Regions from separate parts of the Salvelinus alpinus genome. Here region 2 is linked to region 1. The links are chromatin contacts, called in public Hi-C maps. All regions are on one chromosome and are shown on one strand. Each heading gives the region's core, a stretch centred on a gene start, on an enhancer-like site or on the middle of the called end of the contact. The rest is flanking DNA. Distances are from core to core; before and after follow the strand shown.

Region 1 (4,388 bases), core at 1,346-3,845:
CCAGTAGGTTGGCACAGAAACCGATGCCCAGGATCAACCCGCAGGTACAGGCAAAGATCAGGGAGAACGTGTTGGGGACAGCCTGTTGTGTGAGCAAAGATTTAGATATAATCTCAATCTCAAAACGGTTAGATAATCTCAGTTATTAGAAACGTTTCAATATAGTTTAATTTATATCAAATTTGCCAATCCACTTTTTATCAGTGGAGGCTCTTTAGGGGAGGAAGGGGAGGACCGTCCTAGTCAGGGAATTTCATAAAAATACAAATAGTGTCACCAAATAACTGATTAAAACACACTGTTTTGCAATGAAGGTCTACAGTAGCCTCAACAACACCCTCTAGGGTAGCACCATGGTGTAGCCTGGAGGACAGCTATTTTCCATCCTCCTCTGGGTACATTGACTTCAATACAAAAACCTAGGAGGCTCATGGTTTTCACCCCTTTCATAGACTTACACAGTAATTATGGTGACCTCCGGAGAACGTCCTCAAAACTCTTGCAATATGAACTGAGCACATCCAATAAAAGAATCAGAGACTGAATCATGTACTGAAAGCATAAACTACAGCTAGCTAGCACTGCAGTGCATGATGTGTGGTGAGTAGCTGACTCAATGAGAGAGAAAGACAATAGTTGAACCATTTTGAACAATTAAGGAGAACCAGCAGAGAGAGCGAGAGAGAAAGAGCTAACTATTTTCTTAGTTTACCTTTCACTTAGCTAATGCAGCTAATTTAGCCTACTCAACAACCTGACTCAGAGAGGAATGCTATTTATGTTAGCTAGCTAGTTAGCTGGCTAAGGCTATCCAACACTGCAACTCTTCCAACTGTTAAACTGCTTGCTGTACACTGTACTCCGTGATTCTACACATGGATTGGATTGTGGGTTTACTAACTCGTTAGTTCTAGTTTGTTGACTATAACGTTAATACGGTGACATCGAAGTAGGCTGTGTAGTGGTTAGCGGTTATGATATGAAGGTTTGGCTTGGAGGTTTTTGCGCCTGGTCACAGACTGCTGTTATGTTTTGCTCTGAAGCCTACAAGTGAAGGGGAAAGGTGAGAGGAGGACAGCGCGTAGATGCGAGAAAGGAATTATACAACGTGCAAAGTGATGATGCTGTTTATGAAAGTGAACTGTGTGTGCGGGTGGTCAGGGGTGTATTTATTTAGCCGATTCTGTTGCAAAACGTTTCTTCAACGGAAGCAAACAGAATGAAACGGGGAGGGACTTACCTGAATTTGTCCAATAGAAACTCTTGTTTTTCTTTTTGGACAAATGATTACACCCCAGATCAGCTAGATGCAGGCAAGAGTGAGCAAGGCGCTATTGGATCACGTTGATTACTTCAATTTGTCTTCGGCCTGTGCATTATAAACTTTCATTTGTAGGCTAGGTTGATGTTACATTAAGCTGGGTGGATGGAATATGATTGACAGTAATAGAAATAAGGCCATACCATACATTTTTTTTTGTCCTAATATTAAACGGCATTACCGCCACTGAGTTTTATATACATTTACATTACATACATATACATCAAGCTTCATCTAGATTTTATAACCACAAATAGCTAACACAATTATTATTATAGCGTTATTATTGTATTTAAAAAGTGTACCTACTACTGGACTACAACTGACTTGCTCTGCTTTTTAGCCCTGTGTGTTACTTACCATACTCTTGGGTTATTGAGTGAAGTATTATCATGTGTACCAAGATAAACAGAAGTATTCTCCGTCATGGGTAAATCCGTAAGCCATTCTTTGAATTTTAGAGTATCCCCATAATGAAAACTGTTAAAGGTGTCTTGCATGTGAAGTCTATGACTCTTAGTTTTTGTTTGCTATGGAGAATGGCAAACATCACTCACTCAGGTCCAATTGATTCTGGTTGGATGAGTTTAAAGGGAGAGTACTCACATCTGACTCTGAATTTAGCACAGTTACAGTTTTTGAAGGACTGAGGTGTATGGCTATGTTCATTCATGTTGTCTGTGTTGTGTTGTATCTTATAGTTTTCTAGAGAATGTGTTTTTGGCAAATCCAATGGTTATTATTATGTAATGTACATACAGTAGCTTCTGAATGGAAGTGTGTGGGTTTATTACAAGAAGTGAAAAACCTGTCACAGACCTTTTCTGACCTTTCATATGAGTAAAACGTAGACATTAGAGAAAGAGAATCCATATTTTATTGGTGTGTGTTCTGTGATGGTTTCCATACAGTATGTGTTATGTTCAGCATATTTAACCTCCATGCAAACAGACCCTACTCTCAAAATAAAACGTTCCACTTTCCTTTCCGTGTATTGTTTTCCGTTGATTGTCTCCCACCCTCTCCCTCCCCTCTCTCTCTCTCCCCCCTCTCTCTCAGTGAGTTATTAATGCCTTTTCCATTGTTACATTGATTTCTTCAGCACAGTAGTGTGGAACGCCAGTCTTCTGATGGGGTCTTTATCAGGCCATTCCACTGTGTTTATGACTCTGGCTCTGGCTAATGGCCTCAGTACCGGCTCTTAGGACAGGATGTAGCTACAGTACTGACGCTGCTGCCTGGTGCATTTACTCTCTCCCCTCCCAGCAGGTCCATAGTGTCTTACCCAAATGGCACCCTATTCCCTACATAGTGCACTAATTTTGATCAAAAGTAGTGCACTATATATATATATATATATATATAAAAAAAGTAGTGCACTATATAGGGAATAGGGTGCCATTTGGGACACGTCCATTCAGTCAGAGACTGTTAAAACACACCACATGGTCCTCTAGTGTGACTTTAACAACCTTATAAGGTATTTTGTTCATGCTGAATAGTCAACAAATAGGCTATATTGATGACTTTCTCATTGGTGGTAGGCTACAGTGACTCATTGGGGCAATAATTGAATTTATATAAGAAAATGGTATGGTACAGTATTTCATTGGACCTACATCGTCTGTAGAGAGAACACAAAGTATTCATGAAGCTTTAATTGTTAGATTTTTTTGTTGTTGTTGAAATGATGGTGCTCTCAGTGCAAGTGCTTAAACTTGCACTTGCACTGAGAGCACCATAATTGGAGAGAGGGAGTTTGATGGAACAATCCAATGACATACAAGTCAATGAGATGATGGGCAATAGTATAAATGGAAGAAAACAAAATAAATACTAATAAAAATGAAGCATTTATCAACAGGAAGGAAGGAACATTTTTCACAACAAAAATCAACCACAAAGGAGAACACTTATGTATCTTAACAAAAACATAAGGATATCACCATTATATCTAAAGTGCATTATATTGTTATTATAAAATGACCGAAAGTCAGCAGCACCGTAATACATTCACAAAAATAAATACACAGTTCAAATGAAATAAATTATGGTAGAAATATTTGTTATGGATGCTAACTACAGATAAAAAAAAATATTCACAAGAGCCACCAAGCATTAAAAATAATAATCCTCCCTAATTTTGTGAATTTAAGTATGTATAGTTAACAAATGTTTTATGCGTAACGTTTACCGCGTAGCCTGCGCTCTACTTTACATACGGGCATCTGGTTGGATGAGTGTGTGATCAGCCCCTGAAAGGCACCTGTCGTACATCGTTTTCTTACTAATTAAAGGATAATAAAGGAGAAGGAGTAAAGCATAGTTTGTCATTTGACATATCTCAAGATCTGCATATTATTCACCTAATAAATACGAATACAAAAGTAATATGTGTTATTATAAAGTATGAAAACACCTCTGATCTCTGGATATATAAAAGTACTTTATAGCAAGGCAAAAGAAAAAAGAAAAAGCAGCTGATTAAAACAAGAAAGGCAAAGAACAATGTCCACTATGGTATGGGGAGACTGTTTCAGTCATTTGGTTGAGAGTCTTTGAGATCTCAATCAGTCCTGCTGGAACTTCTCTGTCTGTCAGAGTTATTTGTTCAGCACCGCCCAAAGGCTACATGATGTGGTCTGTCTGTCTGTCACCCAATATCTAGCGTCCTCTGTGGCTCCCTATGTGTCTCCCATGTCATGACAATGGTTGTGTCGCGAGCCCGCCGCCTCCTCTTCTCGCTCTCCCTCCGTCTCCCTCTCTCTCCCTTCACCTTCTTTTTCCTCTTGGTGGACACCTTCAGCGGCTGGTCCTTGTAGGCCACAGACTTGTTGGTCTCCTGGGGGAGGTTGCCCACCTCCCCTCCCAGCTGGAAACTCAGAGGGAGGTTCTTGGTCCCTCCGGGGGGTTTGGGGGGGCGTAGGGCGCTCCCGCTGAAGGTGATGTGGCCCCCGTTGGCGTTGTTCCTACTCTGGGGAGGCGGGGCTCGCTCGCTGTCGGCTGTGTGGACTTTATCGAGCAGCCCCTGGAGCCAAAGGCGTCTCTTGAACTCTTCCAGAGACCG
Region 2 (4,388 bases), core at 1,246-3,745, 130 kb after region 1:
ATGGAAGAAGTCAAGGGGTCTGAATACTTTCCCGAATGCATTGTAGGTGGATGTACTGCATTTAAAATCCTTGAGGATATGGTAATAAAAAAATTCAGGCCACGTTAAATCGGTTAGCAGGCCATATTTGGCTGTATGTTTGAGACTGCTGCCCTAGTCAAAATCAAGATTTTCTATGTTGTCTTGATCACATCCCTGGTGTTTGTTCTCTCCCCTTCAGCCGGTGTGTTCTGTGCCATTGTGTCTCACCCTGCGGACTCTGTGGTGTCTGTACTGAACAAGGAGAGTGGCAGCAGCGCCATCGGAGTACTCAAGAAGCTCGGACCCAAGGGTGAGTACTGGATTCTTTCCAGAAGTTCTACAGACAAAGGCGGGCTATCCTATTGCCCATTCTAGACTGTTTTTAGAATGGCAATTCTCAACTGGTGGGTTGTGACCCAAATGGCGGTTTTGAATGGGTGTCTGATTTTAAATATAATGGAAAAAATACTCATCTGAATATAAATGACTAAAACCAGGTAGAACGTTTTTAGAAATGATAATGAACCTAACTTTTTGAATAATTTAATCCCTGAACAATTTTTCTTCAATCCCAGTATTTTTAATATGGAGCTATTAGCGCTGTTTAGTTGATTTTGTGGTCTCAAACTAGTAAGCTTATTAACATTCTTAATCAATAATATGGGCAAAATTGAATTATTGACAATGAAAAAGGTGGGAATGTTTTTCCTTTGTCATATTGTTGTCACATTTACTATCATGGCATAAAAATACATAAATCCAGATTGTGTTATGGCCTTTTTTCGCAACGCAAATATTGGGTTGCGACTGAGAGAACCTGGTTGAATTTGGGTCCTGAGGCACAACCAGTTAAGAACCACTGGTTTAGAATGTAGATTGATGGTGTTAACTTCACAGTAAATACACTGAGGTTTCCAACACACTCCTTAGATCTCTCTCTGAGGGCTGATTGCAGCTCCAGCCCAGATACCCCCAGCAGCTTTCTGGCTGGACAGTTGGAGGTGCTTGAGTCATTGGCATGTGCGAACAGTCTACCTACTCCCCAGCCCATTACCTGCACTGGCAGCCTTGCTGGAATACTACCAGTGCAGACAGGCTGGGGAGCAGACATGCAATACCTATTAACACCTGTCTCAGAGTAACCATCATTAGTTGTTGACCTTTCATATTTTTAAATGGTGTAATGGGATATTAAAATATCAATTTGATCGGAGTTTAAACAGTTTGCCTTTTAATTCTCTTGCTCTTTCATCCCTCCGTTTGTCCTTCCTTCTCAGGTGTGTGGAAGGGTCTGGTGGCCCGTATCATCATGATCGGTACCCTGACCGCCCTGCAGTGGTTCATCTACGACTCTGTGAAGGTCTACTTCCGCCTGCCCCGTCCCCCTCCCCCAGAGATGCCCGAGTCCCTCAAGAAGAAGCTGGGCCTCACCGAGTAACGAAACAAATATCGGCTTTATCAACAAATAGCAATTCAAAATGGCGGCCTTATCAACAGCCATATAAGATGTAAGACAGCGGCCTTATCAAACGCATCCTTCAGTTAACAACCGCCTAGCACACGGCTCTCTCTACCTGCTATAGTCATAGCTGTCCTGCCTGTAGCCCACCTACCCTGGGCTGGGCTACTGATCAGCAGGCTTGGGGTTGATTCAATTTTAAGTTCTTGTCAGTTCTAGAAGTAAATTCTAATTTTAAATGCACATTTTCTTAATTGAATGCAAGGTAATTGGAATTTCAGTTTACTTCCTGAATTGGTTGAATAGAAATTTAATTATCCCCAGCCCAACTGGTCATTGGTAATGACACATTAGGCATACTTAAAGATAAGAGGGAAGATGGTTCCCCCCTGTGGGGGTATAGAGGAAAGACTACGACATGAATGCAATCAGGTTTTAACACCCCACCATAGTTGGTTAATGTTCTAATAAATGTGGAAACAACAGTGTTTTGTCTTGTTTTTCAAGGATTGTGGCTGATAAGGAAGGTAATGTTTTGATTTCACTTTAGATGCCCCTTTAGAGACTGACCATTGCCAGTAGTTGTGATTTTAGTTATCTGTTTTAAATATGGGGCTGTGATAACTTTCAACAGTCAGATTTTTTGCGCCGTCAAATAAAACTACATATTTATAGGGTTGGGTGGTATCTAGATTTTCATCCGGTTTGTGTACCATACCGGGGTATACAGTATTACCAGAAGTGCGCACAAGGGGTTCCATTTTTAATTGCACAAAACAACTTTGACAACTGGGATCTTGATCCAGGAGGGGATTGAATCCTTCAGAAAGATGAGTCCCTAGACAAATCCGTTGACTCCTTCTGCACTTATTGTAAAAGGCTTGACAGGTGAAAACTGGTGGAAGTTCTTCATTGGGGTGGGTTTTCAGATCAGTACAGATAAAGAGGTAAGGACAGCATTTTGGTATTCGAAAGAGTGTCTCATGGTGAAGTACTCAAACAGCTGACATGTCAGGTCACCCATTACAGAGGCAGTACACTTCCTGTGGGGGATGGAAGTTTAGGGCTTAGAGTTGATTACCTACACTCAGGAGGCAGCAGGCAGACAAGGAGAAAGGACTTGGAGACAGAAGACGACACGCCAAGGGTAAGACTTGATGTAAATATACTTTCATTTAGATTTTGGAGCAAGTGAAAGAGCAGTGGTGACCAGTGTCTGATTTTGGGGTGTCAAGTATGCGAAGCATGCACTATTAACCTATGATGGTGTGCAATACCCGTCTGTACATGGGCTACCTGAGCCTATATGATGCACTGCTGCAATTTCAATCAGCCTATTGACCCTGGATATTTAGGCTATTAGTTGATTAATCGTGGTATCCTGATTAAGGCCTCGTGATGTCATTGATTGGCAAGAAAAAGGCTAATACAGAAGGACCGGTAAAAAGCAACAGGAACATGTATTTTTAAGTGTGAACACAGTACACAGGGTGTTATGTGAGGTGTAACTAACTTAAGTCTACTTAATTGCAGTGGTGGAAAAAGTACCCAATTGTCATACTTGAGTAAAAGTAAAGATACCTTTTAATAGAACATTTCTCAAGTAAAAGTGAAATTCACCCAGTAATTTACTACTTGAGTAAAAGTATTTGGTTTTAAATATACTTATATATCAAAAGTAAATGTAATTTCTAAAATATTGAAAAAGTATAAATCATTTAAAATTCCCTATGTTAAACCAGAAGGCACCATTTTCTTGTTTTTTAAATTTACAGATAGCCAGTGGCACACAAACACTTAGACATAATTTACAAACTAAGCATTTGTGTTTAGTGAGTGCCACATCAGAGGCAAAAGGGATGACCAGGGATGTTCTCTTGATAAGTGCATGAATTTGACCATTTTCCTGACCTGCTAGTAACAAGTACTTTTGTGTGTCAGGGAAAATGTATGGAGTAAAAAGTACGTAATTTTCTTTAGGAATGTAGTGAAGTAAAAGTTGTCAAATACAGATTCTGCAAAAAACTACTTAAGTAAAAGTATTTAAGTACTATCTAAGTACTTTACCGCACTGCTTAATTGTCGCATCTATCTCTGGCGACAGCTTCCGCTTTAAATCCAGCCTGGGACAAGGCCGTCACGTACTGACGAGCAACCAGAATCCCACGCAGTGCATTCTCTGAGACGGCAATTTTTTTCAAGGAAAAGGGATGTTACTGAAGATGTTTTCCTTCAAATTAGTTTTGAATGTCATGTTATGGACGATTAGTGTATCGTGCTTTATAAAATTGTGGTGATTATTAATAGACTAAAGCCTATTTATTATAAACCCAGATGAAATCGGCTGAGATACTGAAATATTTGTGTTAAGCCTAAATAAAATTCGCATCGCATTCTAGAATTTTCTTGACTGTCCAAACAAAAATACTTTTAAGATTGTGTATAAAGTTTATGATTCAAATATGTACTCGCGCCTCGTCATATTCTTTGGATATCTATTTAAAGTTATGCGTCTCTGCCAATGTATTTTATCTACGATGTCGTCTACCCTCGGCCATATTGTCTATTTAGCAGATTGAGCTATAATGGAATGACTGTCTGTCTACTTTGAGAAAGTGGGACTGTTTTGAAATTGAATGTGTTGGCGACGTGCCATGCCCAAGAGATTATGGATTGCGCAAATTTAACGGTGGTCGTCCCATCTCATTCATCTGACTATTGTATTGGCCTGCCTTGTATCATCTTTACGGCATGGACAATTATATTTGTTTTTCTAGTAATCCAAAATATTATAATTGAAACAATGCATTGTTCATGGCCTACACGGATGACCTTGCCAAACGGATAAGGATCAAGCGAATTATAGCTCAATGTATTTATGCACGCCGTGGCTGGAGGACGATGTCAT

The links. A called contact is a pair of places that touch in the nucleus more often than the background predicts.
Region 2: a Hi-C map of red muscle shows a contact between it and region 1, with 9 times the contacts expected there. The contact joins the promoter of ldhbb here to the promoter of LOC139539353 in region 1. A contact is called at or near these places in 2 of 3 Hi-C or Micro-C datasets (muscle and red muscle).

The regions. Positions count from the first base shown.
Region 1 is chr15:55,268,895-55,273,282 of SLU_Salpinus.1, forward strand. LOC139539353 (galanin receptor 2a) reads right to left here and starts at 2,596. Exons shown (of 5, transcript XM_071342164.1): 1 at 2,573-2,596; 2 at 1-82. The coding sequence starts at 2,596. It overlaps LOC139539354 (parathyroid hormone-related protein-like), which reads right to left. Exons shown (of 3, transcript XM_071342165.1): 3 at 3,854-4,388. The coding sequence ends at 3,975.
Region 2 is chr15:55,402,316-55,406,703 of SLU_Salpinus.1, forward strand. ldhbb (lactate dehydrogenase Bb) reads left to right here and starts at 2,496. Exons shown (of 8, transcript XM_071344155.1): 1 at 2,496-2,627. It overlaps LOC139540367 (solute carrier family 25 member 3), which reads left to right. Exons shown (of 8, transcript XM_071344150.1): 7 at 221-331; 8 at 1,299-1,965. The coding sequence ends at 1,459. It overlaps LOC139540581 (small nucleolar RNA SNORA53), which reads left to right and starts at 938; the gene lies at 938-1,133.